2 separate regions of the Pan troglodytes genome follow, and region 1 is linked to region 2. Evidence: chromatin contacts called from public capture Hi-C data. All regions are on one chromosome and are shown on one strand. Each heading gives the region's core, a stretch centred on a gene start, on an enhancer-like site or on the middle of the called end of the contact. The rest is flanking DNA. Distances are from core to core; before and after follow the strand shown.

Evidence for each region. Capture Hi-C pulls out chosen DNA fragments and counts their contacts.
Region 1: a capture Hi-C map of stem cell-derived neural stem cells shows a contact between it and region 2, with 4 times the contacts expected there. The contact joins two enhancer-like sites. A contact is called at or near these places in 1 of 7 Hi-C or Micro-C datasets (stem cell-derived neural progenitor cells), 1 of 1 datasets of contacts at active chromatin or transcription factors (stem cell-derived excitatory neurons) and 1 of 1 other capture datasets (stem cell-derived neural stem cells).

The regions. Positions count from the first base shown.
Region 1 is chr3:141,273,165-141,276,117 of NHGRI_mPanTro3-v2.0_pri, reverse strand. All of the region lies in intron 2 of MAML3 (mastermind like transcriptional coactivator 3), which reads left to right. Among named protein-coding and RNA genes, the nearest start is that of MGST2, 150 kb to the right of the region's middle. Within about 2 kb of position 1,462, at least 18 of the 24 cell types and tissues checked have an H3K27ac peak or open chromatin away from gene starts, as enhancers often do. A contact at or near this core is called in stem cell-derived neural stem cells, where this site is marked.
Region 2 is chr3:141,197,195-141,200,429 of NHGRI_mPanTro3-v2.0_pri, reverse strand. All of the region lies in intron 2 of MAML3 (mastermind like transcriptional coactivator 3), which reads left to right. It overlaps LOC134809809 (a long non-coding RNA gene), which reads right to left. Exons shown (of 2, transcript XR_010156348.1): 2 at 1-1,657. Among named protein-coding and RNA genes, the nearest start is that of MGST2, 77 kb to the right of the region's middle. Within about 2 kb of position 1,284, at least 14 of the 24 cell types and tissues checked have an H3K27ac peak or open chromatin away from gene starts, as enhancers often do. A contact at or near this core is called in stem cell-derived neural stem cells, where this site is marked.

The DNA.
Region 1 (2,953 bases), core at 213-2,712, 76 kb before region 2:
AGTCCTCTGATCTGAAAAATCACTGAATGGAGGGATAGGACATGTAAACAGAGGGAGGTGATATATATGGAGGAGGTGACAGTGAAAGGGCTTTGGCAATATTTGGAAATGGGGATGGAACCTAGGTTTCTGGCTTATGAAACCAGATTGACGACAGTGGTCCCAGTCACTGACATACAGAAGGTGGAGGTCATGGGTTTCATTTGGATCATATGGATTTTGAGGTATAACCTAGACCCTGGCAGAATTTGCATGGATGAAAGCCACGGAAAAAAAATTATTCTCGAAGGGGAGATATGGTGACCCCTGAGCCAACAAATGGAGATGGAAGTGAGTTTTTTGATGTTTGTTTGTCTGTTTTATGATTCGTCCATCCATCCATCCATTCATTCTACCTATTACACCCTTCTAAGTACATAGAAGCATTTGAACAACAGAAGAGGAAGACTGGTAGATAGGATCAGAACCAGCTACGGCAGATCTTGATTTCCAAGCTAATGGTGTTGGATCACCATTGAAGGTAGTCAGAGTGACATCATGGCAGAGGTATGTTTCAGAAGGGTCGCCTAGCACCTAGCCTTTGTTGTACACAGGCGACAAACTAGAAGGAGGAAGACCATCACAGTAGACTCTAAGAATGCAAAAGGACTCTCATTCTTTCTAATTGTAACATAAAGTTAGCATTTAGGAATGACTAGCACATTCACATACATCCATTCATTATATTCCCTCCGTGTGGTTATGTATCTTTAACCTGTATAGCCACACAGTTTGGGAATAGGACAAGATAAATTTTGAGAGCGTGGAATCTAGGTCTTTTTCTCCCTTTTAGTTTTCTAGAACCAAGCAGAGGTTAGGTATTTTAACAGATGCTAATGTTAATTAGAAGTGAAAGACCTACACTTAGTAGGCACTCGAGATCTATTAAATTGAATTGGATTGACATCAGTGGTGTCTTGAAAGAAGATGCAGCACAACACTGGACTTCTCAAGGAGAAAGGGCTGAGCCATGGGGGCCCTTGCATGAGAATTAGGACCTTGGTGACCCCCATCTGTTCCTCCTTTCCTCTCTCCCTCCCCCACCGCTGCCATGGCGACATGTCTGGAATCACAGTAAGCCTTATACCCCAGAGAAAACAATACTCTGTTTGAATGGTGTAAGTTGGCCTCTAAGCTCACGATCTGCAGGCCCCATCCCCCACAATCAGGGGATTCTTACAAAAGGCAGCTTTTTACCAGAGGGTCGGCCGCACTGCTGCTCATCGATTTCAGCCCATTTTATCCCTCGGCACTTTCACTTGTTTGTTTTTGAACTCACACCACAGCCTCGATGCTGCGGGTTTCATTTTGGCGTGAAGTTACTGATGTGACCGTCTGCATCCCCTCCGCTCAGCCCCTCAGAGCACGGTGCTTCTTTCTTTTTTGTGTCTTGTCACTGCTGTTGACTCACCACGCTGGGCTGTTGGAGCTAAACTGAATTAGTAACAATGCAATCAACATCTCTATTTTTATCTTCGCACCCCCCTCTCTTCCTCCCCTCCTGACTGACTCACCATTTCTAGGTCTCAGAGCTTGGCAGTCTTAGAATTATATTGGAGCTGGGGTGAATATATGCACAGATGTGATATTTCTACCATTCAACACAATGAGTGTTTTATTTTTTTTCCTGGTAGCACAAGGGTTCAAGCGTTAGAAGTATTATTTATTATGCTCATCGTCGTCCGTATTGTTGCTGTGTTACTGCTCAAGCTGGTGTTTATCTCCTGAGGTCTAAGATGAATTGTAGGCAAGGCAGGGAGCCAGGATCTGATTTCTGAAACTCGTCTTCAGAGGAAACTTCAGTTTTGAACTAAAACTTTTAACTTTGTCCCAGTTGAATTCTGGAAACCTGAACTGGAATCTGAAGTATATACTAAACACAAAGTAGTAGTAGTAGTACCTTTAAAAAATGCACCATGAATGCAGAATATCTTATTCTGCCTAGGCCTCTGCATACTGATCATTGTATTAATTTTATAATTTATGGAGATAGATCTATTAAGAACCTGGGCTTTTGGAGCCCAGATTTGAATTCCTTTCTGCCAGTTATTATCTGTAATCTTGAGCAAATTACTTAATTTCTTTGTGTCTTTTCTTTTATAAAATAGAAACTTTTACCTCTCATGCAAATGTCATAGTCCATATCTCATAAAATTGTTTTAAGGATTAAATAAGCTAGTATTTATAAAGCACTTTAAAGTGCCTAGCACATAATAAGCTCTGAATGAATGTGGGCTATTATTATTCAGCAGGCCATATTTACCTGTTATAAGAGAAATGATTCATTCCTGAAAACAGTTTCTTTTAGCAAGCACAGTACACTTCAGGATCTTACCTTCCCTTATTCCTGAATTTACAAACCATCCATGTTATGGATACTAAGTGGACACCAAGTTCCAGAACAGACCTATTTGTCTTTTATTCATAAGTCGGGCTTTCTAGCTTCCTAGTCTGCCTTTTGCATAGCCAGAATTTTAGTTTCTCATCAAAATTAGGTTTTGGCTCTCATGTGGTCTAAATCCAAGTACACTCACTTTTCTTCTCCAGATAATTATATTTTACATAGAGTGACTTTTCCTTGGCCTATCTAATGCTGCCTCATTAGACGCTAAACCCTAATGATACTCTTTCATTTCTATAGCACAGCCATGGAAATAGCATATAAAACTCTCTGTAGAAAATTCCCTTTGTCTTCCGTTGCCCAGGTTCCTCCAGCCCTACGCTCTTTACTGGGTGTGGGAAGGAAGAGCAGTTGCTGGACTATTTTTGGCAAGAATCCAAAGGGAGGGTCACAAAGCTCAGATGCAGGTAGGATTTGGAAGGTCCCCAGAAAACTCCCAGCCACTGTGTGCCCCAGAAACTACATTATCAGCATTGCCTACCAAGTCTTGGTGGTGGGGGGAGGGTGTTACCC
Region 2 (3,235 bases), core at 35-2,534:
TATTTTAAAAAATACAGCATAGGGCAATTATACCATGCACAAGATAAACACAGGACATATAAAGAATGTTAATTGATAATGGACTTAGAGCAGCCCGATCTAATAACAGAGCAGAATTTTTTTTGAGACAGGGTCTCACTCTGTCACCCAAGCTGGAGTGCAGTGGCACAATCACAGCTCACTGCAGCCTCAACCTCCCAGGCTCAAGCGATCCTCCCACCTCAGCCTCCTGAGTAATTGGGACTACAGGTGCACACCACCATGCCCAGCTGATTTTTTTATTTTTAGTAGAGATGAGGTCTTGCTGTTGCCCAGGCTGGTCCTGAACTGAACTCAAGCAATCCTCCCACCTCAGCCTCCCAAAGTGCTGGGATTACAGGCATGAGCCACCACGCTGAGCTCAGGGCACAATTTAAAGCTGTAAAATAGATGCTATTTTTCAATCCTCTCAGGATTTCTCAGTGACTGTATATGTAAAACCTTGTTCAAAGAATATGTCTAAAAATCTAAACTCAAGGTTCTTGTGGATGCAAGGCCCAGGGTCAGGTGGTCTTATGCCCTGATACCCCATAGGCCCTCACGGACCAGGTATGAGCCCTTCTCCTAGACTTGCTTCCTCTAAGAAGCTGGTCGTCAGCCACAATCTTTACATAAGGAGAAGTACCAATCCCAGATTTCTAAGTGTTTCTGTTTTTCTTTCTGCTTCCTTGTGTTTTTCCCTGCTCTAAGTCCTAGCCTCCTCAAACCCCACCACCGCAGCTGGGCAGGCTTCTACTCATAGGAATGGGGGCCGAGGGTGGGGAAAATGGTAGCCCTCCTCTCAGAGCCTCAGCATCACATGGTCAAACCCAGCTTCCCACAGACAGGTTCAGCAGTCGGGAAACCGGCAGAGCAGGCTGACATGGGCCCTCCCTCTCACGGCCTCTGGAAGGAAGGAAGGAAGAACATGGGGACACCAGAAAGGCAGCCTGTGGAAGGCCTCTTCTCAGGCAGTCAGCACTGATCTCTCTCAGCCCCCCTCCCAAGGCTGTGGCGGTTCTGGAGATGACGGCGGGAAGTGCCCTCGCCTTCCCTCCACAGCATGCCCTGAGCACTCAGCTTCCCTTCCCTTCTTCCTGTCTTGTAGTGGTTGCAGCAGAGAGCTCCATTTGGCAGCGTGGTGGTGCTCTTGTCTATTAACGGAAACATTGGCCTGTCTCCCAGTATAACACAAGATAGGCCTATGCATCAGTTATGCAATCTTTGCTTTGATGACTTCATCAGAAAGGGTGGGTACAATAAGAGAGAAAGGCTCGGGTTGGGGGAAACAGTAGCTCAGGAGGGGAAAAAAAATCTCCCTAGCAGCTGAAGACAGCTGAGACTGCTCCCCCTCCCTATTTTTAAATCAAGGAAAGAAAGGTAGCAAACATATGGGTAAAAAAAAACCTAATGGAGCAGCTGACAAACCACTTTCAGTCCGTGTGTCCTGACAGCGGCCACTTGCATGCCGGCAGAGGCTGTGCTCGTCTCAGTGGTGCAGGTTTCCCAGCCCTGGTGACTCAGGTCTTCTTTCCACAGAGAAGACAGTCTGTGGAGGCAATGGCAGTTTTCACCCACCTCTCGAGTTCTTGAACTCCAAAGGTCTGGCTGGTTCTGGCCATGCACTGTGGCTTCAAGCCTAAGACAGAGAAAAGCCACAGAGAGCTGGGTGGTGCCACAGAGAGCAGGCTTGTCCAGGTAGACCAAAGAATTCTTGGAAGATGGTCAGTACCCTTCCTCTGGGACTTAGGAGCTCTTTGTGGCAGCAATGTAAAGCCGACCTAGTTGCTGAACCTGTATCCAAGCCCAGTTGTGGAAGCCATGTACAGGTTTTAAAAGGGGACCTGCCACTTAAGCATGTCTGTTACACCCTCTAGAGCGTAAGGTGGGCTCAGGGAGAAATAGTCCAGGTCCCAGACATAACCTGGGCCCCTCTTAAACTCTACATTTCATTCCATAATAGTTTAGCCTTATTCTTAACAAGCTTTTAAAAATAATACTAAAAGTAATATATATTCATCATATAAAATTTGAAAAAGCATAAAAATAAAAATCCCTTATAATTCTTGTCTAACAAGACTATCCAGCGGCTAGTGTTTATAGAAACTGCTTTTTTTTTTTTTTTTAGTTTTAACACCTGAGGACATAAAGGAAAAAAAAAAAAAAAAGAAACTGCTTTCCTCCTCTGCCTTTCTTAACTATATATGGTAAGCTTTTTCCTATGTGATTAGATAGTCTAAGGAGGCATGATTTTTATTGGCTGCCTAGTATTCATGGTATGGATGTACCATAATTTATTTAATCAAGCTTCTATTGTTGTACACTAATGAACTTTTAACCAGTGTAGAATTGCTTTGGTGGTGGAATTAATCACAAGAAAGGGATCAAAAGGACTCTATAACTTACATCAAAGGCAGACGAAAAGCATAACTCTCAAAGTTGTGTTTCCATTGGAGGGACTTATGGTAACTATGTTCAAAGCACTGATAAGGACAAATGGTATTTTTGTTGCTTTTATCCCTGCAAAAAATGGCCTTGAAAGGCTGACCTTCCTGTGGCTGGTGGCATTCTCACATTTAGCACTGGACTGCCAACTTTAACCCTTTCTTTAACATTCAGCAGAGGGTCAGCTCAGGAGCTCGGAGAAGCTGTCCATTATAGGGCCATCATTTTGTCCTCTCCAGTTATACCTGATGTTGGTTTAGGCTAGAATTCATCCCAGCCAATTAGTCAGTTGAGTTCAGTAAATCTGTATTTTGCTGCAGCTGTGGCCCTAGCTCTGTGCTGGATACGGGGAAGACTCATAGTCTTGGTCCCAAAGGAGCTTAAAAGCCTTGCCAGGAAGGATGCCATAAGGATATCATCCTGCCAGGAAATGATCACTTGGAAGCACTTGGAAAGTTAGAAGTTTCTACCTCTCCCATGTTACTTAGTTAAGAATCAGTAGGTGTGTGTAACTGTGTATATACCATGATCATAAGCATAAAAATATGTTATTGCATCTGGGATAAAACTAGGAGGAAATATAAAAACACATCAAAATATTAACAGTGGTTACCTTTGAGTGTAAAAAATGAGTGTTAGCTTTTTTCTGTTTACTTTTTTTCTATCTATACTTTTCTGCATTTTTTTTTCTCTGTACCTTTTTTTCTATCTATACTTTTGTGCATTGTTTTTCAAATGTTCCCCAGCAATTGGGAAGCAGAGGAAGGAATCA